6 separate regions of the Mus musculus genome follow, and all the other regions are linked to region 2. A link is a contact called in public Hi-C, HiChIP or PLAC-seq and promoter capture Hi-C data. All regions are on one chromosome and are shown on one strand. Each heading gives the region's core, a stretch centred on a gene start, on an enhancer-like site or on the middle of the called end of the contact. The rest is flanking DNA. Distances are from core to core; before and after follow the strand shown. Region 1 overlaps Scfd1 (Sec1 family domain containing 1). Region 2 holds the start of Dtd2 (D-tyrosyl-tRNA deacylase 2). Region 3 holds the start of G2e3 (G2/M-phase specific E3 ubiquitin ligase). Region 4 overlaps Akap6 (A kinase (PRKA) anchor protein 6). Region 5 has its middle 29 kb from the start of Akap6. Region 6 overlaps Akap6 (A kinase (PRKA) anchor protein 6).

Region 1 (4,476 bases), core at 1,427-3,926, 570 kb after region 2:
AAAGCATCTGAAGTGAGATGCATACAGCCATTCACCATTACCTGTCAGGTCTAAGTTACTGTACTTTGCTAACTTCCTCAGTGTCTCCAAATCACCCTGGAATCCTATCTACAAACAGGAGAGGACTGGGAAAGCAGACAGCTCCCTTACATAGCAGGTGGATGAAGAAATACTTTCAAAACAGAAAAAAAGTCTCTTCTAGTTAATAAAAACCCCATCTGTAGTAATGTGCTTTTAATTATAAACTCAAGAGTATTGATAAATGAACTTCTGCAGCTCAAAGAAACATCTGATTAAGACTCATTCAAATTTAGCTATCCTTGTTTTTATTATGAAGACTGTGGAAGGAATGGCTGCAACTAGTTCTGGGCAGGAGGAATAGAGGAGCAGGACTTGATTTCAGTTCTGTTGCATGAAGCAGCCATGTCTCTTGGTCACCTTCTTTCCCTTGTTAAATGAGCTGCAATGGTTTTCATTCTATAGTTCTGGGAGTCTGTGAAGAGCATACAGTCCCGACTCTAATTAACACAGTATAATAGTAAAAGAGTTATGTAACCCCAGCAAGTTAACTGACTCACCCTGTTCCACTCTCCTTATCTATAAAATGAGAGTAACAGTAGTACTTTTCTTGGATGGTTTAACCGAGGATTAAATTATTTATGAGGTAACAATTTGCTGAGTGGTTTCTGGCACATAAGTACACAATTAATGTACCTGCTGTTATAGTTATTGGTTGATAACAAAACATCAAGACAAAGACAGACAGAAATCAGTAACAAAGCACCCTGCATGTCCTTAACCTGCTGTATATGTCCTCTATATTTTCACATTCATGTATGCCCACCTTTATCATGCTCAGGCTACCTTTCAGATTATACTGCCCAGAATGAGGTATTTTCTAAGACAACTAGTCATATGTGCACAGGGTTTCTCAGTATAGCCCTGGCTGTCCTGGAACTCACTCTGTAGACCAGGCTGGCCTTGAGCTCAGAAATCTGCCTGCCTCTGCATCCCAAGTGCTGGGACTAAAGGCGTGCGCCACTGTCCTGCTTTATACATATTCTTCAATTTGAGAATCTTTTAAAGTTTATCATACCATATAATTTTCCAGTAACTTTCATAACAGCAGCTGGACATTTTCTGGTGTTTTAGTTTCCACATGTGTGAATTTAAAAATTGTTTTTGCTAATTTCCATAAGCCATGTTTTAACAATTACTGAAGGAGTCACACTGGTTTAAATATTATTTTCATTTTTTTCAGGTCTGAAATCCTCAGCTCTACTGCCACGTCTACAGGCTTCAGATGGACCTAAAGTAAGAGTTTCGATGGGCGGATACATGATATAACCAGCTCCTTGGCTGCCAGTGATGAACCATGGTGACGGCTTTCTAAGTCACTGCTGGGAGCAGCCAATGGATAGACAGCTTGACCAACTATTTGCCAATAACTTTGTTATTTACTTGTTTGGCCCAAGGGGATTTAGTGCCATCTGAAATAGTCACAAGTTTTACTATGTACTTTTCTCCTAATTTAATTTCCTTAAATTGGTCTGTTTCTCTCACATTATTGATGGTCAACATTTCTTTTTATTTATAGAAATGTGTTCTTCAGGATGTATTAACATTAAACATGTAAGATTTAGTATAAATTTAATTCAGATGACTACTAATCAGAATGCTTGAATCACAATTCTGTGCTGCTGTCTACAAGATGCCACTGAGAACATGGACTCTTTGCTACTCTCACACATTGTGTTCAACAACACTGAGTCAGCCTGGATTTATCACCTTTGTATCCATTGGTCTGGTACAACCAAGAATTTATATACTGTAGATGCTACTTACAGGGTTTGACTTCATCTCCATGAGATTGTCTAAAATCCGAGTAACAGGTAGATTCTGTGGAAGACATTAGTGTTGTTAAATACTAGAATAACAACTTGCTCACTCTATATATGTGAATACGTTTCAATCAAACAAATGCTAAGTTTATGTGCACAGTTAGCATGTCAGAGGTAAAACCTTAGTACCCAGCTTCTCACTGAAGATACCATTCTGTGTAAAAGCTATTCTAATCCTTTGACCTCCATACACACCCTGAGGCACTCCCATGCCAATACTCAAACACGGACACAATAATAAATACAGCAAAATTCAAAGCATTTCCAGGGCAAGGAAACACTACAGAGATGAGACTTTCTGTTCCCTTCTGGCTTTCCACCCAGGCCCCACTCACCTTCTGAATCTGAGTGCACAGCTAGAGCTGTGCAGTACAGAAAGAGTATGGAGAAATATACGTCATAAACCAGGAAAGAACAAAGTGTTTGACTCTGAGAATGAGTAGAAATGTAGGCATTTAAACTGTTTATGATGAATCTTTGTGTACCGTAAGAGACGTTCAGGACGGGTATAATTAAATCTTGTTCTGTATTTGATAGCCATACTACAAATGATGACACGTTTGCCAACAAGTATGTGATAAGCAGAGGAAACTGTCTTCCTAGCAAAATTGTTCAAGGTCTCGCAATTCTTTCTTATATTTTCCATGGTCTCTATAACCTGATAAAAAGAATCAACTACCTCTGCCTCATCCTTCAGTCAATGTTTACAGATGGTTTTAAGACTAAGGGAAGCCTCCAGCTGTACAGAATGAGGAAGGAAACACATCTTTGAAGATAGAAGGCACGGTGCTTATAAAAACAATGGATATGTGTCACCAACTGACACTCCACTAAGGTGTTCTTTGTGTAAATGAAAGCTTGGGTCAATAATTTAAAAAAGAAGTAAGGAGTTTTGGCTTATCACTGTAATCCTAGCACTCTGTAAGCTAAGGCAGGAGGACTACCATGAGTTAGTGGCCAGCCTGGGCTACAGAGTGAGTGCCATCTAAATAACCAAAGGGGGAAAATTAATTATACACTAAATCTCTTCATAGAAGGTAAGTAAACTCTGTTGTAGTTTCCTCTCTGTTGCTGGGATAAATACTCTGACCAAAAAGAACCAGGGGAAGAGAGTTTCTTTGGCTTACACTTCCAGGTCATAGCTCATCTAGAGAAGGCAGAACCCATGGAGGAATGCTGTTTGCTGGCTTGCTCACAGGTTCACCCTCAGCTATCGCATAGGCCACACATGGACAGTTCTACCCACAGTGGGTCTGGCCCTCCCACATGAATAAAGAATCAAGATAATTAATTTCTCACCAATATGGCCACAGATCAATCTCTCAACTGAGAGTTGACAGCCTCTCAACTGAGACTCCCTAAGGCTCTGGGTTGTGTTAAATAACGGCTGAACTAAGCCAGGACAAACTTTTACTGAATGAAGAATTTGAATGGCTGGGTGTGGTGGTGCACACTTTTAACCCAGCACTGAGGGGACAGAGGCAGGCAGATCTCTGTGAGTTTCAGGCCAGCCTGGTCTCCATGGTGATTTCCAGGGCAACCAGGGAGACTTGATCACAGAAAAGGAAAATTTGGACTGCAGCCATGTGGACCACAGCAAGTAGAATGCATCAGTCTCCCTGCAGAGAACTACTGTCACAGTTTATAAAACTCGCCCAGGGAAGGACAGACAAAATTAGATGAAAACAGTCTAAGCACAATTCTCTCTATACTTAGACACAGGTTTTTAGAAATAAAATGGAAAACACCGTATATTTATATTTTGCTTTGTTCTCGAGGCAGGATTTCACGATGTAGCCCTAGCTGGCCTGGTACTTGCTATGGATGGAAGGTTTTTGGGTGGCCTGGAAATAGAAATCCACTTGTCTCTGGCTCCCAGTGCTAGGATTAAAGGCCTAGAAGGCCTAGGCTAGGCATGCTTGGCAGAAAACACTACATAGATTTAAGATGCAGAGTCCCATAGACAATAAATCATAAATTATGATTCATCATTTTAAAAATCTGTTTCTAAACGGAGAGAAATTTACCAGAAGGAAAAATAAAAACTATATATTAGGAACTATTTCCTAAGACTAGTTTTATGAGTTTAGTCACTGTAAGGTTTAGAAAAAAACCCAAGTTAACCTCTCTAATGATGTAATTCTTAGCACAAAAACCAAAATATGCACAATATTAAAACCTAGATACTAATATTGCATAACCGCAGCAGAGAAGGTTTTCCCCGGAGGTGGCTGGCTGCTCTATGGTGACCATCTCTAACTTCCCCTTTGTAGACCGTGGGAAGATGCTCTGATGCTGATGCAGGGAGCAGGAATGGAAGCAGGTTCTGCTGTCCCAGTCAGTGTGTTGGAGAGGAAAGATGGAAACTCACAGAGGCTAAGGGATAAATAACAATGTTTCCAATGCTCATATTATAGATGAGGAAGCTATAAAATCTTAAGGGACTTTCCTTTTCAATCACAGTGTAAAAATGCCTCCAATCAAAATCAACAGAGTAGGATTACATGGGCCCACATCTATCCCTCCACACCTAATTTCACCAGAAGCTGCAAACTGACACAAATCTTTCAGCCCT
Region 2 (3,991 bases), core at 392-2,891:
TGCACCATGCCTGCCTAGATGCTGCCATACTCCCATCTTGATGATACTGGACCAAACCTCTGAACCTGTAAGCCAGCCCCAATCAAATGTTGTCCTTTATAATACTTGCCTTGGTCACAGTGTCTGTTCATAACAGTAAAACCCTAAGACTGTGGGCAAGATATATTTTGAAAGATTTCTAACTTTTAATTCAGTGTTTCTAAGCTTTGCTAAAGCTGCAACCCAGTTCCTCAGGTTGTCATAACCCCCAACCATAAAATGACCTTTTTTTGGGGGGGGGAGGGGGTTGAGACAGGGTTTCTCTGTATATCCCTGGCTGTCCTGGAACTCACTCTGTAGACCAGACTGGTCTCGAACTCAGAAATCCGCCTGCCTCTGCCTCTGGAGTGCTGGGATCAAAGGTGTGTGCCACCACTGCCCAGCTATAAAATGATTTTCATTGCTACTTTATCACTGTAATTTTGCTACTGTTATAAATAAAATGTAAATCTCTGTGTTTCCCAATAGTCTTTGTAAGACACCGAAGCTGGGCCGCCACTCAAGTCCCGGGATGAGCTGGCCAGCACCCCAGTGACCCGAGAGAAAACCACACCTGATGCAAACTGCAAGAGGTTTTATTATCAGTTAGCTGAGGACAAAGTCCCTCTGCCATGCAGGGCAGGGGAGTTTGACCCTGAGCAGTGACAGTAGGGGGCTTTTAACAGCTAGCTGAGGAATTGGGAGGAGTTGGGAGGAGAGTTGGGAGGAGTTGAGAAGAGTTGGGAGGAGTTGAGAAGAGTTGGGAGGAGTTGGAAGGAGTTGGGAGGAGAGTTCTTCTCTTCCAGGTGTCCTTGGTGAAATTTACAAGGCAGGAGTGAGGAGTGAGTTCTTTCTGAATTTTTATCTCCCGTGTCCTCGGCACAGGAAGGCAGGCATCTCTGGTTGTAAAGTATAGAAACAAAAAGGCTTTTTGCTGGCTATAGTGAACAAAGAGCTTCTTTCTGGCTGTATTTTTAGAGATCAGGGAAAACAAGCTTGGGGAACGTCCCAGGGGCTTTACCTTCCAGGGAGAAATGCTCTAAATCGGGGTCCCACATCTTAGGTGCTCCCTTCTATAGTTGCATCTGTCCCCCACCCACAGGTTAAGTTCCCTCTCTGCCTGCTTTGAGATCAATTGATCTCATTCTAGTTATGTCTTTATAATAAATATAGAATGGATTTAACTCTGACTTACATTCTTTCCAATACCTGGAAACCTAAGCTTTCTGAAATGAAAAATATTTCTTCAAAAGCTATGAAGCAGGTAGCAGAGCAGGATGGGGTGGGGTGGGGCTGTGGGCGGGCACACATGTAATTCCTGCAATTGGGAGAAGGAGTTCAGTTCAAGGTCAGCCTCAGCTATGTGGTTATTGCGACCAACCCCGACTCTATGAGACCCTACCTCCAAAAACAAAACTAAAAACGAGGCATTCGAGGATGAGATTAGGTTAAAGAAGGAGGGAGAGAAGGAGAGACAGAGATCTCTAAACAAAAACCCTCCAAGAGACTGAAGCTTCAAAGCTCCAAAGCTGGTCAATTCCACATCCGGGACTCCGGAGAGCCAGGCGGAGGCCCCGCCCACTTAGGTGGGGCCACGAGCAGTGGGAGGCGCCTACCCGAGCATGCGCAGTGCGGACCCGCGCCATGGCGGACGGTGGTCGTGTGGCCCAGGCTCGTGCGCTCCTGCAGCAGTGCCTGCACGCTCGCCTGCAAGTGCGCCCGGCCGATGGAGACGCCGCGGCGCAGTGGGTGGAGGTAACGCCCGGCCCTATCCGCGGAACCGTGCCGGTCTTCCTGTCATCTTTCGTGAGATGAAGAGCTTGTCCCTTTCCGTCTGCCCACTTTAGTGGGCTGCCTAGCTGTCTCTTTGGACTTGGCGTCTGGTGGTGGCCTGTGCCCCACTGGTTCGCTCTGCAGCTCTCAGCCTGCGGATGATCTTTCTGCCTTAGTATATTAAGTGTTGAGGTAACAGCGTGAGCCATCTCGCTTCTCAGAATTTTCAGGGAATCTCACCGCCAGTAGATCCTTAGATTCCATTATCCCGCAATGCGGGGCTGCTCACCACCACCTGTAACTCCAGCTCGGTCGGATCTGATGGCCTCCTCTAGGCGGGACAGACACCTGCCGTTGTACACAGACACACAAGTGCACATAGTTAAACAAAAATCTTTTCCCAGGTAATTCAAGTATGAGTGCAGAGCTAGCTATATTTACACAGAAAACCATTAGAACCAGAAAGATATAGCTGAACGTAATGTCGCTAACAGTTAAATTGAGTCTCAAACATGTATAAAGCTTTGGAAGTTAAAGCATGAAATATAACTGTGTGTCTGCCTTCCCATTTATTTTTATGTAGCATTTGATAAACACCTGGGTTGTATTTACTGTGAGCTCAGCGCTGTTTTAAGCAGTTTGCAGTTATTAATTCATTTAATCTTTGTGGTGGCTTCTGAATCAAGTGAGCCAAGGAAATTAACATACAATCGATTCCCTCAGTGGTAGCAACGAAGTCATTTATCACTTGTTTATTTTCTTGTAGACTGTCTTACAGGAACTAGTAAACAAATATTCAAGTCATTATGTAAAATGAGAAGGTGTATATTCCTGATAACAACCAACCTTTTCCTACAGAACTTATCATAAATGTAATTTTCAAAGCCCAATCATTGGGTTTTCTTCAGGCATTGACCACGGTAACAGAAAAAGCAACTGAACAGTTCCTGGAATTTGTAAAAATAAGACAAGACCCCATGTAGAAATACCACTCTGTTTAAATGACTTAGGGGAAAATACAAAGTAACATCAGAGGACACTACTAACACTGTTGCTTATTCAACAGCCCCATGTGGGAAAAGGAGGATCATTTGATGTTGAATAAATCAGCCTGTAACTTTCTGTGGGCCTGGCAGAATTTGGGGGAGGCTGTCTGAAAACTGCTGGCTCAGTAGAAATAAATGCAGGCATGGTTTGTAATCTTCACCCCTTTTGACTGTAAATAAGCATGGTGCTTAAGACTTGGCAAGGATTATTTTGTTTCTCATAATTTATTTAGAATTCAAGACTCTCCTTATTTCCTTAGCTTTTAACCCAAGTGCTTGTAGACACTGTGGAGCGCTTCCCACTGAGCTGTGTCTCTGTAGACTCCTTCCTAACCTGAGATTCCTGTGGTCATTTCTCACAGATTCGGAGAGGATTGGTGATCTATGTGTGTTTCTTCAAGGGAGCTGACACAGACCTTCTCCCCAAAATGGGTATGTGTTTTCTCCCCTCTCCCAGCGAGCGGGGCATGAGAGTGGGATGCTGAAACTCATTATGATGTGGAACAAGTAAAGGAGCAAAGAAAGAACTGCTCATGAGCAACGGAACCAAAATATCCAAAACCACACTGCGTTGGTCTCGGTGGGATTTTGTTTTGTTTTTAAGGGCTTGGGGTTGACCTTGTACATGTTAAGCAAGTGCTCTACACTGACCTACAACCTCAGCCAAGAAGCATAATTTATTGTTACTTTTTCCTCTTTGTTTTGCTGTAGCGCTATAGTGCTATGCATTGAAGCCAGGGCCTAGAGCATGATGGGAAAGTGCTCCACCACTGCACTGTATCCTAAGCTCTTTTTAGCAACTAAACTCCAAACAAAAACATGTTGAATGAAAATAGATGCTGTAATCATCTTTGTAAACTAATAAGTTTTTTAATTTAAACAAAAAAATCTTAAAATCTTGACCACAAGTGACCTTCAATTCCTTCTGTGTCCCAAAAAGGTATTGGGTGTGCAGTCTTTATGCTACAGCCTCTGGATTACCTTGGATTGCAGGCCCAGCTCAAGGAACATGGGGTGGGTGGTTTGTTCTTTCTTTTCTTTTACCACATACATGCTTGATGCCCTCAAAGGCCAGCAATGGACATAAGATCCCCTGGAACGGGAGTTACAGAGTTGTGAGCTGCCCTGTGGCCACTGGGAATTGAACCTAGGTC
Region 3 (4,563 bases), core at 2,055-4,554, 660 kb after region 2:
CATACATCGGAATACTCATTCGTGCTGGCTGGATAGCATTCTAAATGGATTTTATTATAATACAAATATTTTAAATTCAGTTACTTACCAAGACTTTGTGAATTATCAGGTTTATTTTCATTCATTTTACTAGGAAAAATAAAAGCATATTGATATCTTAATTTCAAAAATCTCACATTAACCATTTTATTAAATTTAGTCAGTATATAAGTATAATCAGGTAATAATCACTTCATACTATATAATACAGTATGTAACTTCCTCACTTGGGAACAAGTAGTAGTTCAAGTAGAGTGGCAGATTTGAAGATACTGGAGAGAGTATTTCTTAAAACATTTAAGTACTAGATTGTGAGATGCCCTATGGTGCACCACAAAGTCCTACACAACATAACTGCCTGGACTCTTACATTTCTGAATAAATATTAAGCCAATACCCATTAAACATCTTCTCCTTTGACCCTTTCTTTGGCTATGTTAGGACTGTGTTTGTCCAGAACTGCAACTCCTGTGAAAAACAAAGCACTCTATTTAATTTGAAAACCTGTTCACTGGCATCCTGTGAGCAATTCGGCTCCCATGTTAGTACCCTGTACAACACTACTTTATGACTTTCTATTGTGCCTGGAGAACTTGCCATACTGTCCTGCTCAGCAGTGCTCAAACCACTTATAATTTATATACTGCCATGTCATAAACGTGCGCTACCTCCTCTTATTCTCTGGTCATGTCTAGAAGCTTACTGCCAGATGACAAGAACTTCCAAGACGTTTCTTGAAGAAGTCTGTTCAGTATGGAATGCAGTACTTTAGACATGAGCTTTATGATATAAGCACAAGCTGCCATCTAAGACTTCTGGTGACAGAGTCTGATGTAACTTCAGAGAGGCCCTGAGGTGGTCCCTAATTCTTGATCCAGACATACTACCATAACTTTTGTTTTATTTTAAACCGAGTTCCAGAGGTGATTTAGAGTGTTAATAGATGGATAATATAACAGTAAGCTGAATTCCCTCCCACTCCGCCTAATGGCTACCCAGCAAAGAAAGGATGGTAATTAAACTCCAGAAGTGACAATCTATCCAATAAATACTATAGAAAAAACTGACTTTTTGTTTGGGAGGAAAAAATAAACACCGACTTCCATACAGAAAAACTACACCAAAAACATTAACGCTCTAAGAGAAAAACTAGTTTTGATCCTGACAAAGGAAGAATTTTCCAAGTTAAGAAAATGGAAAGATGTGCAATGAAAAAACATTTGCTGAATGTATCTGACAAAGGATTTACATTTGGGATGCATAAAGAAAGAACATAACTCAGAGCTGGGCATGGTAGCGCACACACTTAATCCCAGCACTTGGGAGGCTACAGAGTGCTCGTATACATTAAATAAATAATAATTATAATTAAAAAAAAAAGACATTGTGCCGGGTGGTGGTGGCGCACGCCTTTAATCCCAGCACTCGGGAGGCAGAGGCAGGCGGATTTCTGAGTTCGAGGCCAGCCTGGTCTACAGCGTGAGTTCCAGGACAGCCAGGGCTACACAGTGAAACCCTGTCTCGAAAAACTGAAAAGAAAAAAAGAAAAAAGGGGGAAAAAAAAGGAAATGCATGCTATAGTTACATCATGGTTAGTAGCTATATTTTTGGCATCTTGTTCTCATACATGTAATAGTTCCTAGAATTCCCACAATAATCACACAAGGAAGTCTTTATCCCCATTACCTAAGAGACTTTAATCAGAGAGGCTAAACAGCTTCCCTAGTCAAGGTCACACAGCTATGAGGTCCTAGGGATGGGAATTCTAAGCAAGAAGTCTGGTTCTAGTTGTATGTCTTTAACTAATATATTACCAGGTTGTTCTAGGAAGTCCATGTTTTGAAACCTCTGGTAGACTAGTCTAACTTTTCAGTTAAAAGGCATTATCCAAGTCCATCCTCTAGAAAGTTAAAATCTCTGATGTTTGAGTACAGGCCATCAGCTTGGGAGCCCTTATAGGAAGGAGTATGCATACAATGAAGTGTGACATTTACTGATGTGGGTAAACAACAACAAAACACAACCAACCAAACAAACAAACAAAAGGCACATTAGGATACAGAAAATCTACAACAGGTTACTTGCTGGTACCATTTAGGAAGCTAGCAGATCTGACTGCACTGTTTGAGAAAGGCCAGCCAATAGCTTTGTGGCAGACTCATTGAAAACACTTTCAATGATCTTCCTTTTTAATTTTTTTCCTACTTGAATATCGAAAACAGCATTCATTAGCAGGCATGAAAGAGGATGAAGAAATGGTCTTACTTCGGATGTTACTAAGTACCACTTTAAAATGTTTAAGCATTTTTAACGACACCGTCACCCAGTTGGTAAAACCTTAAAAGGATGTTACCTTTTTTCTACAAAACACACAAGCAACCTGTCAGTTTTTAATAAGGCAAAGTATATAACTTGTTTCAAAAGAAAGTTTATGTTTACCGTGTACATCTCAGCTATTCAAAAAAGTGTGGCTTTTTGTCGGGGTTTGTGAGAGTCCAGTTCATCATAAAAGATGAACAACAAAAACAACAAAAAAACAAACAAGCAAAAACGCCCGAAGAAAACTCAATTCCTGAGGCACTGAGTCCCTCTAAAATAACTCGATAATAACAATCACCAAATGAATGAAGAGGGTGAAAAGCGGGGACGGGACGGAACGGGTGGGGGTTGGGGGTGACACTAGACCCTATCCCCATTGTTAGCAAACTTAACATCTGTGAGCCACCGCTGCTACTGTAGCCAGTTTAAATGAGCAATAGGGCTCGGATTTTTGCGGTACACAAGAAGTGTCAAGGTGTGAAAGAAAAATACCCCGGTTTTAAACACAAAGGATACTCGGATTTCAGCTTAAATCCCCTCGAGGCATTTCAAGGCTGTCATTTCTCTGCGGTGAGGGACCGGTCTCAAGAGCAACTGGGAGCCACAACGGGCACCCCTCCGTGAAGCCCTCCCCCCTTCCCTCTTTAATTAATAAAGAGCAGCTCGGGGCTCGACAGCGGCAGGGCGCGGACGTCCAGCGCGTGGAGAAGCCCCCTACCGCTCACACCTACCCGGCCGCCCGTGACACCTCCGTCTGTCCCCGGGCACGTCTTCACCAGGCGCGGGGCACAAGTCCCAGGCTCGCCGCGTTACCGCTCACGTCGACCGCAGCGCTGCCGTACGCCCAACCCGCTCAGCCCCATCCAACGGCTCGCACAATTCAAATTCGTCGTCCACTTCCGTTTGCGACCCGGAACCCACGGCTGCTCGGCCCCTCCCCGGGGAAGTGGACGCAGGGAGGCTGCGTCTGCGCCTTGGCTTTCGGGGTGGGGGTGGGAATGAAGTTCGGGCGTGCGCGCAGGGGTGGCTGCGCGGACCCGGCCAGGAAAACAACTCCCGGTCCTGCACGTCCGCGGAGGCGTGCGGAGCGCACCAGTCACCCCCCAACAGGCCACACGCTGGGAGGAGGCTTGCCCATGCTAATGAGAAGGCGCGCGAAGGCGAATTCTCCCGGCCCTCTCCCGCAAGGAATTCTTTTGCATCACACTTCCCTATTGTCCTAAAAGTTCCTCGCTTGGCTCTGGGAGGTCGGTTTTCTTCAGCGAGGGCCAGAATGAAAATTTTAATCCCAGAGATGTCTGGAGTTTCTGAAAGGATTACATTTGAGGGGGTTTAAGAGACTTCCACAAGCATTTAGATCTTTTAGGCAGATATCTGAAAGATCAGAACTGTAAGCATTAGAGCTAGGATTAATAGCGGGTCAACTAACACCTGATAGAACGGATTCGCACTTGATTTATCCTAGCGGCGCTTCCTCAGCGCCTTTCAAAACACAACTTGAAAGATTTGCTGGATTTCTAGAATCTAGATACCTAACACGAAGGTAGATTGTAATTTTTAACCGATGTAACGTTTTTTAACAGTGGGAAATGATGTTTAACAATAAAGTATGACTCCTCAGCTATTGGATTTTGTATGCTGATACTGAAAGCGTTCAAAGATAAGATTTTGAAATACTAAGAAGCCAACTTTAGAAGGACTATGTAATGCCCTTCTCTTGAAGTATGTATGTGTGTGCCTGTGGCAATACAAAGTTTCAGGATGGGAGAGCAAACTGTACTAATTAATCAAATCTGGCAGTGTGATTGGTAAATAGGGAGGGCAAAAGGGGGAGGAATTTTTTTTAACGTTATAAACAGCTGAATATTCAGATTAAGACTATTTGATACTGCCAAATTTGTGTTAGGAATGGAATATATTCTAAATACAGAAACAGGCAGGGTAAATGAATGTGTGAATGTATCTTAGTTGGCTAGGTTGTTTACATTCGTTCAACAGTAATTGAAGGTCTGGAGACAAGGACCAGCAGCAAAGAGCAGTGGCTGCGTTTCCATTGGTCCTGGATTCAATTACAGCACCCACATGATGGTTCACAACCTGGAACTTGAGTTTCAGGGAATCCGGTCTCCTCAGGTACTGAGCACACAAGATGTGCATACACGCAGGCAAAATACCCGAACACATAAAATAAAATAAAAACAAAAA
Region 4 (4,098 bases), core at 382-2,881, 810 kb before region 2:
AGTCATTTGATTTCCTATTTTTAAAGGGAACTAAAATTCGAGGTGAACTAAAAACAGAGCGTCTTCCTAAGGAAGGTGACATGGCGTGGCTGCCATTTGTAAGGAGCAGATGCGATTTGTCGTTTGGCCCCAGAGTCAGCATGGACAGTTCTAGGATTCCTGCTGCCGTTTCAAGTGACTGGTAAGCAGCATTGTGAGGTCCGACTTCCACGTGCCTCGCTAGCCTTCATTAAGTATTCGTTTCAAGAATAGACTAAGTAAATGTCAGTTACCCAACACCAGCATGACTTTCACGTTCAAGACAGTAAAATCATCTCCTGACTGTACCCTTCAAAATGGGGGTGGGGTGGTGGGAGGGGGACCCTAAAGGAGACCCCGACTAGACAGTAAGAAGTCGGGGTATTGGGTTCCACCACCTGCTAGGAATGAGCCCCACTAGTTCATTTCATGTCTCTGGAGTCTTGTGTTGTGTATAGAAAGAACAGAATAGTTGGATGGTCTGTCATCTCATTCTCTCCATTCTAACACCAAAACCAAAGTCACCTCACTTCTCTCAGTGTCCTTGGAGAGTTCTGCCTTCCTATTAGCAAATGCCTATGCCTACAATCACAATGATTCTGGAGCCACAGGCTCTACCCCATAAGGAAATCTCCTGGGCCGCAATCTTACCCCGATCTCCACAACTATTCTTTCTTTTGTGTTAAACTAGATAACAACATATTCGTGGTTCCCACCCCTGTCCTTACAACTATCATACAAATTAATATAAATACCATACATGGCCTTGATGTTTTATTTTTAAAGTATTAGTATGTTTATATTACTTGTATCTCGTGATTACCCAGTAAGGGACAGGGTAAGTATTCTAATGGCTCTAGTTTAAATGGCAAAGTTCAGTGACTCACAGCAGGCCAAAGGAATTACAGTCATTTGATACAGTTGCTAAAGGGTAGCTTGGAAATATGAACCAAAATTGGACAATGTAGACCAATTCCAATTTTCAACATTTAGATAAGTATACGAAGGCAAATATGCAAAAAAAAGAGTCAAATTGTTTTCAAAACAGGGAAAATAGAAGCAATCTATATATTTATCCGTAGATAAGTGAATTAAGGACCATCCAAGCAGTAGAACACAATGGAGCACTTATAGTAAGAGCAAAGGACCCTGTATGATACAGTAGAACTATGGAGAGAAGGTAAGTTAGCCTGCTCTACAGTGTGGCTCCTCCCCTGGGCAGAAGCCGTTCTCTGGGCTTTCCAGTCCAGTCCGACACGCTCTACCCTTACTGTGTTTGAGCATGTAACTGAGTTTTTGTTAGTTTAAGTTCATTTTAATTAATTTAAATTTAAATAATCGCATGTGACCAGACGCTACCCTACTGGACAGGATGGTGAGATAGACATAGATATTTCACGTGTTACTTTATAAACAGAAAAGTATGTAAAAATCAACACAAACACCACGAACAACAAAAAGCAATCGGGACCACATCTAGAGGACAGCCAGGAGATACAGAAGAGATTTAGTCAACAGAAACTTCTCCAGAGACGCTGCTGTGCGGGGAGCAGGGTGTGGTGTATGCATGTGGTTTCCATACCGTGCATGACTGTGCTCCTTGGAAAGTTTCCTAGATACCAGTCCACACGCCCACAAATAAACAAGAGCATGCCAAGAAAGCAGCGTCCTCTGTTGCAGCTCCCCAGGAGATGAAGAAGAGAGGAGGATCATGGGAGGGAGCAGAAAGTAGAAGCTGGAACCCTGACAGCAGGGTCCTTTTTCCTGAGAGGGTAATAAATTATTCAGCTCCCAGAATGGATTTGTGGGAAGTAGGAAGCTTGTGTTTTCTACTTACCAGCTTTGAGTATATCAAAATGGAGAACTCAACAACACACCGTATTTTCTCATGTAGCAGCCAGCCTAAAAGAGAGTCTTGAGAATCGTGCAAACCAGCTAACAGTTAACGTAATTTTTGACCTACACAAAGCATGGGGTGGGGGCTGGGTTGTCTGTTGCAGTGTTTCCCAAGTCTGATCTGTTTGCAGATAGGAAGCCTTTCTCCGTCAAATGAGGTTTTCATTGCCAGATTGTTAGACAGCTGAGAAAAAAGATAATAATCAAGCTCTCTCTTTTTTTTCATTTGTGGTTTTCTCAGCTTGGGTTATTAGAAATGAAACATAGTAATACTTCATTAGAGATTCCGGAATCAGAGAAGCTTCCTGGTGCTGGGCACATCGCTCAGTTAATTCAGCGCTTGTCTGGCATGAACAAGGCTCCAAATTCAAACCTCAGTATCTAGGGAAAAAGTAAGAAAGGGGGCAGGATGGTATAGAGGGGTGAGGGAAGGAAGGAAAAGAAAGAGGCAAGAGGAAAAGGAAGGGAAAAATAAGCTGGAGAGATGGCTCAGTCAGTATAACATTTGCCTTGGAAGCGGGAGGTCTTGAGTTCGATCCCCAGAGCCTACAGAAAATCACGGGTGTGGCGGGTGTGGCAGTACATGCTAGTGATCCCAGAATTGAGGAGGCTGTACTGACTGAAGCCAATGGAAAGACCTGTCTGAAGGTGTGCAGCAACTGAGTAAGGACACCTGAGATTAGCCTCCCACAAGCCCATGCAGGCGTGTGCACACACGCATGCCTTCACACCCTCCCCAAACACATCACAAGGAGCTTTATCAGCCCAGTTGACTACATTGGTCCAAGTTTATCATTCCATTTTGAGTGTGTGTGTGTGTGTGTGTGTGTGTGTGTGTGTGTGTGTATGCTCATGTGCATGCGAAGTTACATGAGCACAACCAGGGACGGATATCTGGTGCTCTGCTCTGTGATGTTCTGCCTTATTCCCTCGAGGCGGGGTCTCCCAATGGACCTGGAGCTAGGCTGGGCCAGCAAGCCCTAATGACACCCGACAGCCATATAGACTCTGAGGTGACAGGTGTTCATGTGTGAGCATAGTTAGCTTTTTACACGGTTCTGGCAATCTGAACTTAGTCCTCAATACTTGTATAGCTAAGCTCTCTTACCTGCTGTGCGATCTCCCTACCTTAAACTATATCATTCCTACTAAAATAAAACAAACCAAGACAAGAAAGCTATAAAGGAATTTCTCAATGTCACTTTTTAGCGGGAAACCAAAAACTTTCATGGAGAGTTAAGGAAAGAGGAAACATTTGGTACCGATGTACTTTGTTATATGGAAATGAGGTTTTAGGTGCTAACATTAAAAACTGCACTATCATTAATGCTGAGGAAGACTTAGAGACAACCAGTACTGCGTACAGGGATCTCGGTGTGAACACACGCTGATGTAGGAACACAGTGTTCTGTGGGGTTTGTTTTTATCTTGACAGGAAATCAGGTTTATTTTTATCATATTCTATTGACCACAATTTCGAACAATAAATAGCCTGCTTCTTTTAAGCATGGCTAAGGATAATTTTGTTGTGTTTTAGTATCTATCAGTAAATTATATAGGAGTCTAACTATGATTGGTAGTGTATATACTTGCCACTAATCTAGCACATGTATCCATGTATTCACTTATTAACTAAAGTCACAGGAGTGGCAGCAGTGTTTTGGTTGGGAAACTGTCACAGTTATATTTACTAAGATTTATGTGATCTTTGAGAAATTTCAGAGTTTTACACAATGGTCCTTCTTGGTTTTAACAACAGCCTTCCAAGTAAGATATTTACAACTAAAGATATTAAGACTCACAGAAGTTATCGTACTGTTTGGTGTCTAATTCCTAGTAAGTAATAGAGACCAGACCATAAGAACCAGGCCTGCATCAGCATACGCAAGCAGTTCCACTCAGCCTTGCTCTTGGTCACCCTGACACTCGGGATGACAGGAAACCAGGAATCACAACCCTTTGGGAGACTGAAGAATCCCCATTGTGAGCTGTTGAGACTGACGGCTGAGTCTCATTCTCTCAGGGTGCTTTTGAAATCTCTGAGGCAGCTTGTACTAAATGAGCCATCATCTAGGAAGCAGGCTGGGACATCCCAGTATACACTGAACACTCGACAAGACAACTACTAGAGTTCAGAATACCCTTCATTGCCATGGTAGTCACAGCCCTCATGGTTGGGACCTG
Region 5 (4,548 bases), core at 212-2,711, 670 kb before region 2:
TTTCTTACCCAGATCAAAGGTCAGTGAATATCACCCAAAAGACTTCTCACAAAATTATTCAGTCCCCAGGTGTCTCCATCTGTGTCTGTGACCTCATCGGAGACTCTGAATCTTCTGTTCAGACACAGAGGACAGTAAGCTTGTCCAGAGACTATTTCTACAGGCCTGGCCTAGGGGCAGGAGTCAGCTCCGCTCACATGCCACTCACCAGTGCAGTCACCAGGCGGCACCGAGGAAGATGTGTGCAATGGGGGACTTCAGAGGCTATAAAAAGTGAGGCCCACTGTGTGCCTGTGAAGGCAAGCACACAGGTACTCGTGTACCAGGCAGCTCTGCTGTGTGCAGAAAGGTCCTTGACTTGAAAAAGGCAAGTCTTATGGCAAAATTTATCACCATGGAATACAGAATCTTCCCTGTTTGAATAAGCTACACACACACACACACACACACACACACACATACACACACACACACTTCTATAATAACAAAAAACAAAACTGACTTTGTAATAATATAGAAAATATTGAAGTTGAGCAACACAAAAAGGTATGCAAAATGTTATTAAATAATAAAAGTAAAAATGTACTAGACGGGAAAGAAAGTTGGATGATTCAGCTTCAATACAGAGAAAAGCGTCTTCCAGTGCCCACCTTGGTTTTCCCACTCCCATCTTTCAATGTCAGTATAATCACTGAGTAAAAAGTAGGGGAAGAGAATCAGGGCCATTGATGGCCACTCGTATAGTCGGCAGAAAACAGCCATGTTCCAACTCTGATGTAACATGAGCTGAGGGAGCCTAGTTCTGGTGTTGGGAGCCAAGAGGGACCTCTCCAGAAGGATTTCTTGTCTTCTGTGGGTGGTTCGATCTCCCACCACTGACTCTGCTGTCATAGAGCTGCCACCACACCAGAACTCAACCCAGCGTTCCTCCTGTGATTAACCGCCCTGAATTGTTCTGCTCTGCCACCTTTACATGAATAATGTCTTTGTCCTGTCTCCGATTTGGGGAATCTCCTGGAGCAACTTCTGTGGGATGTAGGGGTGAGGGGTAGGTGATGGGAGCTTCAGGTTTACAGGAAGAGCAGCAAACAATTCTCTTTCATAATCCAAACACCCAGGAGTACAGAATGGATGCCAGAAAGAACATGTTTCTCACCCAAATAAAGCCATTGGCTATGGTGATAGCTAAGATCTCAGGTCTGGGATTGTCCCTAATAAGGACCCAGGGTGTGAGTGCCTCCCTCCTGATACAGCCCACCCTGGAGCAGAAAGCCGTTTCCTATTGATTGCTCAAAGAACAATGGCTGGGGGACGGGGACGGGAGGGGGCAGGGAGGGTGCAAGGAGGGGGCGGGCCAGCTTGGAAGCAATCAACTGGCAGGGCGGTCAGGCTCAGAGCCTGCTGTTCTCCAAGGGCTGATCAGAAGGACACATGAGAAGGCAGCAGCTGCGACTGAAAAGGCCTTTCTAACTGCTGCTTAGCTAATGCACTGGAAAGATCCAGAGGGAGTGGGAAGGATGAGTCCCCAGAGGCATGTGTGTGACGGCCTCTCCAGCCACACATTTCCCATATTTAATTAGGCTTGATGGTTTGGTTAGGATACCATTCTTTAGATAAAATATAACCAGTGTGACTTCAGCAGCCCTCCCCAGAGCTCAGAGTCAACGTTCCCCCTTGCTCATGCTGTCTGATAAATCTTGATGGAGTCAAGACATTTTATGGAAACAAGTATTTAAGTATTTTTATTGTAAAAGGGATATATTATAGTTATTGAAAATCAAAACACTTAAAATACAACAGATAAAGAAAATGGGTCCCATACACACACACACATACACACACACACATACATACACACATACATCTCTCTTGACAGTTGTTTTAACTCACTTTTAGACATTCAAAAATATTTACATGGACTATTTGTACATATATGTAGATATTTAAGATAAAATTATTATATACTCTTTTGCTACTTGTTTTGTTCTAGTTATTGTTGTTACTTGATGTACTGGCTAATTTTGTGTCAACTTGACACAGCTGAAGTTATCACAGAGAAAGGAGCTTCAGTTGAGGAAATGCCTCCATGAGATCCAACTGTAAGGCATCTTCTCAATTAGTGATCAAGGGAGAAAGGCATTTAAAATACAACAAATAAAGAAAATGTGTCCCATACACACACACACACACACACACATACACACACACACACACACACACACACACATACACACACACATACACACACACATACACACACACATCTCTCTTGACAGTTGTTTTAACTCTCTTTTAGACATTCAAAAATATTTACATGGACTATTTGTACATATATGTAGATATTTAAGATAAAATTATTATATACTCTTTTGCTACTTGTTTTGTTCTAGTTATTGTTGTTACTTGATAAATATACTTTACTCTAACAGCTAAAGAGAACAGTTTGTTCTAAGTGTGTGCTTATTTAACCAATCTTGTATTTACTAATATCATTATATATTTCTCAAACTATTTTAGCAAAATACAGCTCCTGGTAGAAGGATTAACTAGATCAAGGGATTATATATTAGTAGATATTTATGTTCTATTTTAATGGGCATTTCTAAATTATACTTTATGTGTTTATTAATTATAAATATGCTCCCAAAATAAATCAAGGTCAAGTTACTTGAATTATCTGATATGACCATTAAATAGAGCCATCAGAAAAATTCTTGCCTATACAAGTTTCAAAATTCAGACATGTGGTTAAGGAAACTGGAATCTAAGCAAGAGTCAACTGACATAAAGAGAGATCAGAGACAGCAAAACGCTGAATAAATTTAGCCTGTCCTTGATAGATTTGGGTTAGTAAGCTTTACATTACTGTAACAAAATACCTGAGGCAAATCAAATTTTTTAAAAATTCTTTTTTTTTTTCCGAGTTTTGCAGGTCCTCAGTCTCTGGTTACTTGGCCCGCTTGCTTTGAGGCCTGCACAAGGCAATGCAGCAAGTGAAAATGCACAGCAGAGAAACACTGCTCAGATCATGGCACCCGGGAATCAAAGAGAAAAAGAAAGTGGCTGGCACCTAACAACCATCACAGTTGTGTCCCCAGTGACCTATCTTCTCCCATTAGACTTACCTATACATATTCATGTGATGTGTATCCATACACGTATGCACATGGAGAAATTTGTTACAAGGATTGACCTTGGAGTCACCCTAGGATGCATATACATATTTCTCTGACAACCCCCTGACTGATATAACAAGCGTAGACTTAAAGGATACCAATTCTTTTCTTCCCTTTAATATCTCATATACCAATGCCTTTTAAACATGGAGAAGCAGATGGAGACAAAAATTAACCAAGGGGCGGTGGAGGTGTCTCAGTTGGTAAAGTGTCTGTTGTACAACATGTATACCTGAGTTTGGATCCCCAGAACACATAGAAAAAGCCAGGCATGGTGAAATATACTTGTAATTCTAGTGTTGGGGAGACAGCCAGGAGGATCCCTAGAGCTCAGCTAGCCTTGCCAACTAGTGAGCTTCAGGTTCAGTTAAAGACCCTGTCTCCAAATATAAGTTGCAGGGCAACAGAGGAAGACGCTCGATACCAACCTCTGCTACCCACATGCATGTACACACATGTGCACACACACACATGAACACATAAAAATAAACATCCCTCCCCTTAGCTTATGACATCATAACCAGTGCCCCACAGTGTGGGGTATCAGAAGATAAAAATATATCCACAAGATAATTTATACAATTTATGTAACATGACTCTGTTATCAGAGGTCCATTGGCCTCAAGAGAGACTGTGCCTACCTTAGCCCTAGAAGACAGATCCCCTTTCATGATTTTATAATTGTAATTATACATATTTATGAGGTGTCATGTAGCACTTCAATACCTGTATACAATACCATGAGATCAGGGAAGTTGGCATGCCAATAACCTTAAACGTTTATTATCGTTGAGAGCACAATTCTCTCGAGTAACTACTTTGAAATATTCTGTTATTTTCAACGGTAGTTGTCTTACTGTGCAAAAGCAGATTAGAAGTTACTCAATCCTGTCTCCATTCATCTCTCCCCACACCTTCCCCCTCGGGCTCTGGTAAGCATATTCTAATCTCTACTTCTTTGAGATCTACTTTTAAGCTTTCACCCATAAGTGAGTGCATACAGTATTACTTTTCTGCACCTGACTTGTTTACTGGAGTGCCATCCCTTGTCTAGTATTGACATAACTTCATTCTTTTATGGACTAACAATATTTCACTGCATGCATAACATATTCACATATGTGTGTGTCATATTTTCTTTAGATATTCACATTAAGAGGCAACTAGATTGATTACATAGCTTAGCTATTGTTAATGTGCTGCAATAAACAGGTAAGTACAGTGTCTCTTCCACACATAACTTAATTCCTTTGACTAGAGACACAGTAGAAAGACTGCTGGGGCAGACTACAAAATACAATTTCCAGTGTTTTGAGGAAACTCTATATTGTCTTCCACAGTAAATGTATTATCTTACATTGCCCTCAAGAGA
Region 6 (4,672 bases), core at 173-2,672, 870 kb before region 2:
AATTTTAGTTTCCATCTTTGAATGGAAACACCTGACAAAGCATGACTTGCTGCCAAAGGCCACTCACCTCTGTTGTTTCTTCAGAGAATGCTTGCAGAATGTCAGTCTGCCTGGTGTAGTTGCCATTGGCGTCCTGCAGACCTTGTAGGATGCGCTCCCGGAGGACCAGCACGGATACGCGGAGCTGGTGCCAGAGCAGCTGCACTGCGTGGATGTCTACGATGACATTGACCGAGTAGGACAGCAGCTTCAGGGAGAACTCCGTCTCAAGGAGGGCATGGATCTGCTCCACGTGGTCGGAAATATCCTCGCAAATATCCTGCAGCGAAGGAAAGCAAGTGTGTGAGAACACATGTCGGGGCACCTTAGCTTTATGCTGGGGAGGAAGGGTTACGAAAGGTCACTCGCCAAGCACAAGGGCAGCCACAGCACGTTTTAGACATCTGGCCTCGTTTGTTCTATTACAGCGTTGCAGCCATAGTCCTGAATACTGGCCCGTTTACACACACAAAAATGTTCCTCTTCCTTGAGGTATTCTAACTAAAGGCTCAGCTGAGGGGTCCATTCTGACTCTTGTTTTTCATTCGTTTGGGTTCTAGAGAAGGACCGGCTGCTCTATCTGACAGCGGTAAGCTATACTGAGCACACATTTCAGCATAGACACATTAGTCTAGGACTGAGAAAGGCTAGAATGTATTTCACAGGAATCCCCGGCCATTCTAAATGAGCTATGGAACTGTCAGAGTAAGGGGCAATGGTCACTCTCCAATCGACACTATTTAATACTCAAAATCACAGTGAGAATCTAAATTTCCAACCCTCGATGTCAAGCAGAATTACTTCTGAGATGCAAAGGCGAAAAAAGAACCAAAAATCTTTAAAAAAAAAAAAAAAAGAAAATCACTAACTCAAAATGTCAGTCACCCTCACACATTAGGAGCGCAGATTCTATATCTGATGTGACAGTTGATTCACAAGTTCTCGGTGTCCGTGGCTGTCAGGACAGACACATGAAGCCCATGAATGATCGTTTAAGAAGTTGTTAATCAAAATAGTAGATATGTGTCATACAAGTGTTCTGTCCGTCAGGCTTTGTTCTATCACTGATTATTAAAATTGGGGAGCCTAATTAAGGGAAAGCTTTCAGAGAAACATTTGAGTTCTGAGCACTGCTATCAGTGTCATAGCTTTCTACGCCACGAAGATAACCTTCTGATTTCATGTATGTGTTGAATTCCAGTTGAATTTTTCAAAAGAACTTAAGCCACGGTACACTGACAGATGTGTCTGGTTCATGTTTTCCCCACTCCATACCAAACATACCCCCATCTTAAGTCATGCTCACGTCCATGCTGACGCACCTCAGACTCCCTTTATTTTGTAACATCTAGGCCTCCAGCCTATTCCTTTGACGCGTCTCTCTGCCACGGCTCTGTTCTCAACCCTGTCATCACGCCATCTGTGCAACATCAGTAGGTCTCTCAGGCCACCGCCTCCTCTTTTTCCAGATTTTTTTATTCCCATTTCAGATATTCTTCCACACCCCCAAGCTCTGGCCCCTCCTCCACTTCTCTCCTAGCCCAGCATCTGTGGCTAACATTCCAGCCCCTCTCTTGACAGTGTTCCCAAACTCTCATACTCCTGGTTTTTATATATTAGCCTCTCTCTGTCTCCTTGAGCCTACAGATGCAGAACACTTCAAATATCTAGAAGAGAAAATGACTTTGTTACCAGTCTAGACAATACAATTATTGTCTTATCAATGTCCCACCATTGTCATCTCAAGTACTGTTGATTATCTATGTAAAGTTAAATGGGTGCCAATGAACACTTGCCTACTGTCCCGTTATCACCTGCTGAGGGGATCTCTAATCCAGACAAGCAACCGTGTTGACATACTGTACTGGCTGATTTAGTGTGTCAACTTGACACAGCTAGAGTTATCACAGAGAAAAGAGCCTTCCTTGAGGAAATACCTCCATGAGATCCAGCTGTAAGGCATTTTCTCAATTAGTCATCAAAGGTAGGAAGGCCCATGGTGGGTGGTGCCATCCCTGGGCTGGTAGTCCTGACTTCTATAAGAAAGCAAGCTGAGCAAGCCAGGGGAAGCAATCCAGTAAGTAACATCTTCCCTGGCCTCTGCTTCAGGTTCCTGCCCTGTGTGAGTTCCAGTCCTGACTTCCTTTGGTGATGAGCAGCAATGTGGAAGTGGAAGCTGAATAAACCCTTTTCTCCCCAACTTGCTTCTTGGTCATGATGTTTTGTGCAGGAATACAAATCCTGACTAAGACACATGCCAAAGGATTTTGGTTTCATTACAATACCATTATAATCATTGAAAGAACACCCATCATGCTGATATCCCGCTCTATTACTCCAAAACTATGTAAAATAGCACTTTTAGACTGTGCTTTGCCCTAGGTGACTCCAATGTGCAATCAACATTTGGCTCTGTTCTGAGTGAAAACGCAGGATGACTCTGCACCTTGTGCACATGAACACCATGCCGCCCATCCAGCGTGTCCCACAAAGCACAGGCCAACTCCTAAAAGCAAGAAGATACCAACTATAAACTTTAGCAATGTATACTGGGATCATAACAGTACGTAGGTGTATTAAAATCATATCAAACAAAACAGACTAACGAAGATTACACCACCTTTCTCTGTAGCCCCTACAGAGGAGCTCCTAACACTGCTGTGGCTTTGGTCTCCACTGACCTGTTTTCTGACTCCTCACTGTGAGCACGAAAGGGCCGACAGCCTCCTGAGCACCCAGGGCTTCAGTTTAGCTCCTTCCCTACTGCTGATGACCAACTCAAAGGGCCACCATCAGCCCATCTGTTTTTTTGGTTTCATGGCAGCACCTCTGTGGGATGCATGTACTTCATCTTGTCTTGTCTGGCAGCCTGTACCACACCTTGACTTGATCCAGAGGCCTGGCTTAACGCTGCAATGCTGGCTTGCCTTTGTGGTTGCCCCACATCTGCCTGCACAGTGACTCTTTTCATGACTCCTCCTACTTTCTTCCTCTGCCTTCCTCCTCCGGAGGACTTGAACTCTGTTGCAGCTTCTGCAAGCTCTTTGTAGGCATTTTGCAACTACACTTGGGTTTATACTATGTCACATAAACCATGTGATCTAAAAGTGAGTATCTGTAATTAAGATTGTGACAAAAGAGCCTATGCTTGCCAATGGCCAGCTATCCAAAAAAACGAGGACTACTTGGCAAATTTCAGCCAATGAAATGGTGTAGCCAATTTGCTATTACTGAGTGAATTCTGACAGAGACACACAGACATGTCTGTCTATAGTTTCTGATACAGTGCACCAATAATGCACCAGTCCTGTGACAGATCTGACCAAGTCCAAATTAGGTAAGAAAAGAAGAGGGCATCCTGGCTTCCGCAACCCTCCTCCCTTCATGAGAGCACTAATGTCAGCACACGTATCACACTTCGTAACTCATAACTCACTTTTAGAAAAGTCCAAACCCCACTCTTGCTCCAGAATAAGAAGTTTTTAAACTTCTAGCTCCCCTTTTAATGTGCTGGCCAGAGAACAGTCTCCTGACTTTCCCACAGTGTTTGGTTATTTGCAAATAGTATCGAATAGAAATAAAAGGAACCTACAGACTCAATCAGCAATAGCTGGAATAACCCTTGTGCCACTTGCTCAGAATAGACTAGAAGGAATTTCTCACCCATCCGCAGCACCCAGCACAATAGGTTATATATAGCTATGGCACCACATGCCAAAATCCATGCCACCCATTCCTCTGACACATGACTTGACTCCTTCATAGTGAATGTAGGAATGTAGTCAGCCAGGCGATGGGTCAAGATTCCCAGGCAACTATCTAGGAGAAACAATTCTTAAAGGGGCACCAAGTATTGCTGGTGCCAGTCAGCCATCCTCCTGCCTGTCTAGAAAAGGAAAGGGAGTTGGTACAGTTCCCAAAGAAGCAGACGAGCTCTGAAGGGAAAAGAAATCACCTCCCCTGATCAATATTCTGGCAATGTGCACATGAAACCCTTATTTAAAATTCTAAAACTAAATAATGCATAGTAAGATGCAACTTTCTAGAATCTATAAGTTATTTCATGCCTTTTATTTTACCACCAGTTGCTTAACCTGACCAAAACCATATGAGCACACAAACTGTAGAATAAAAAGCTATGTGTATGTGTTTGCACATGCAAGTGTGTGTGTGTGTGTGTATGTGTGCATTTGTCTGTGTGTGTGCATGTATGTGTATGTACCCACTTTTCCAAACTTGGACTTTGTTTTGAGCACCTAATCAAAGATTTGATTGAAGAAAAAATAAGTAATTCTGAACTATGTGCTCTCTAGTAATAGAAAAATGTGCTTTCCTCTGTCATTCTGCACAGATATTAAACAACTATTTACAGAATAATTAGTCTAGAGATCTAATACTTAGCTTCTTAGCAATTGCCTGTTTGCTGGAAATTTATATAAAAGAAGCTGAAGGTTGTGGGTAGCCTGCTAATTTAATGCAGTCGAATCTAGGGGATTAGAGACTTCAAAAAGTAATTAGCTGAATGACTGCCTCCCTGCAGGAACTGTTTGTATTTTAAAAGCTCCAGGAGAACTGACCTGTTGGAGGCCCTGTAGGAATGTCTTTAACAAGGTGAATTGGAAGCACAGTCTGG

Evidence for each region. Promoter capture Hi-C pulls out the DNA fragments that hold promoters and counts their contacts. Hi-C and Micro-C count contacts between places; a contact is called where the count stands out from the background. HiChIP or PLAC-seq counts read pairs in DNA pulled down with a chosen protein or histone mark. Capture Hi-C pulls out chosen DNA fragments and counts their contacts.
Region 1: a promoter capture Hi-C map of the HPC-7 cell line shows a contact between it and region 2, with 3 times the contacts expected there. The contact joins the enhancer-like site here to the promoter of Dtd2 in region 2. A contact is called at or near these places in 2 of 39 promoter capture datasets (the C10 cell line and the HPC-7 cell line), 3 of 484 Hi-C or Micro-C datasets (the C10 cell line, cortical neurons and pre-B cells), 2 of 115 datasets of contacts at active chromatin or transcription factors (the 230-238 cell line and large pre-B cells) and 1 of 9 other capture datasets (adipose tissue).
Region 3: a contact with region 2 is called in a promoter capture Hi-C map of liver, with 2.9 times the contacts expected there. The contact joins the promoter of G2e3 here to the promoter of Dtd2 in region 2. A contact is called at or near these places in 2 of 39 promoter capture datasets (the C10 cell line and pre-B cells), 3 of 115 datasets of contacts at active chromatin or transcription factors (the 230-238 cell line, large pre-B cells and memory CD8 T cells) and 2 of 9 other capture datasets (adipose tissue and liver).
Region 4: a contact with region 2 is called in a Hi-C map of uterus, with 2.4 times the contacts expected there. The contact joins the enhancer-like site here to the promoter of Dtd2 in region 2. A contact is called at or near these places in 11 of 39 promoter capture datasets (the 3T3-L1 cell line, the C10 cell line, the HPC-7 cell line and 6 more), 30 of 484 Hi-C or Micro-C datasets (the 3T3-L1 cell line, the AML12 cell line, CD8 T cells and 24 more), 19 of 115 datasets of contacts at active chromatin or transcription factors (the 230-238 cell line, the NIH/3T3 cell line, bone marrow-derived macrophages and 12 more) and 1 of 9 other capture datasets (adipose tissue).
Region 5: a contact with region 2 is called in an H3K4me3 HiChIP or PLAC-seq map of embryonic basal ganglia, with 3 times the contacts expected there. The contact joins the enhancer-like site here to the promoter of Dtd2 in region 2. A contact is called at or near these places in 10 of 39 promoter capture datasets (the C10 cell line, cranial neural crest, embryonic stem cells and 6 more), 1 of 15 datasets of contacts at CTCF or cohesin (the NIH/3T3 cell line), 13 of 115 datasets of contacts at active chromatin or transcription factors (bone marrow-derived macrophages, craniofacial prominence, embryonic basal ganglia and 9 more) and 1 of 9 other capture datasets (pancreatic islet).
Region 6: an H3K27ac HiChIP or PLAC-seq map of heart atrium shows a contact between it and region 2, with 9 times the contacts expected there. The contact joins the enhancer-like site here to the promoter of Dtd2 in region 2. A contact is called at or near these places in 9 of 39 promoter capture datasets (3T3-L1-derived adipocytes, cranial neural crest, embryonic stem cells and 4 more), 1 of 15 datasets of contacts at CTCF or cohesin (the NIH/3T3 cell line), 2 of 484 Hi-C or Micro-C datasets (bone marrow-derived macrophages and embryonic stem cells), 16 of 115 datasets of contacts at active chromatin or transcription factors (the NIH/3T3 cell line, the SCID.adh cell line, acute myeloid leukemia and 10 more) and 1 of 9 other capture datasets (adipose tissue).

What each region holds. Positions count from the first base shown.
Region 1 is chr12:51,436,706-51,441,181 of GRCm38.p6, reverse strand. It overlaps Scfd1 (Sec1 family domain containing 1), which reads right to left. Exons shown (of 25, transcript NM_029825.3): 20 at 1,846-1,899. Among named protein-coding and RNA genes, the nearest start is that of Gm40422, 28 kb to the right of the region's middle. Within about 2 kb of position 2,676, at least 6 of the 459 cell types and tissues checked have an H3K27ac peak or open chromatin away from gene starts, as enhancers often do. A contact at or near this core is called in the HPC-7 cell line, where this site is marked.
Region 2 is chr12:52,004,157-52,008,147 of GRCm38.p6, reverse strand. It overlaps Dtd2 (D-tyrosyl-tRNA deacylase 2), which reads left to right and starts at 1,641. Exons shown (of 3, transcript NM_029545.3): 1 at 1,641-1,773; 2 at 3,200-3,269. The coding sequence starts at 1,663.
Region 3 is chr12:51,346,971-51,351,533 of GRCm38.p6, reverse strand. G2e3 (G2/M-phase specific E3 ubiquitin ligase) reads right to left here and starts at 3,304. Exons shown (of 15, transcript NM_001015099.2): 1 at 3,090-3,304; 2 at 89-129. The coding sequence starts at 125.
Region 4 is chr12:52,816,349-52,820,446 of GRCm38.p6, reverse strand. All of the region lies in intron 2 of Akap6 (A kinase (PRKA) anchor protein 6), which reads right to left. Gm51971 (a long non-coding RNA gene) reads right to left here. Exons shown (of 2, transcript XR_003950181.1): 1 at 1,856-4,098. Among named protein-coding and RNA genes, the nearest start is that of Gm51971, 20 kb to the right of the region's middle. Within about 2 kb of position 1,631, at least 106 of the 459 cell types and tissues checked have an H3K27ac peak or open chromatin away from gene starts, as enhancers often do. A contact at or near this core is called in the NIH/3T3 cell line, adipose tissue, beige adipocytes and 7 more, where this site is marked.
Region 5 is chr12:52,668,499-52,673,046 of GRCm38.p6, reverse strand. No RefSeq gene overlaps it. Among named protein-coding and RNA genes, the nearest start is that of Akap6, 29 kb to the left of the region's middle. Within about 2 kb of position 1,461, at least 53 of the 459 cell types and tissues checked have an H3K27ac peak or open chromatin away from gene starts, as enhancers often do. A contact at or near this core is called in embryonic basal ganglia and neural tube, where this site is marked.
Region 6 is chr12:52,876,286-52,880,957 of GRCm38.p6, reverse strand. It overlaps Akap6 (A kinase (PRKA) anchor protein 6), which reads right to left. Exons shown (of 14, transcript NM_198111.2): 3 at 68-319. Among named protein-coding and RNA genes, the nearest start is that of Gm51971, 80 kb to the right of the region's middle. Within about 2 kb of position 1,422, at least 14 of the 459 cell types and tissues checked have an H3K27ac peak or open chromatin away from gene starts, as enhancers often do. A contact at or near this core is called in heart atrium, where this site is marked.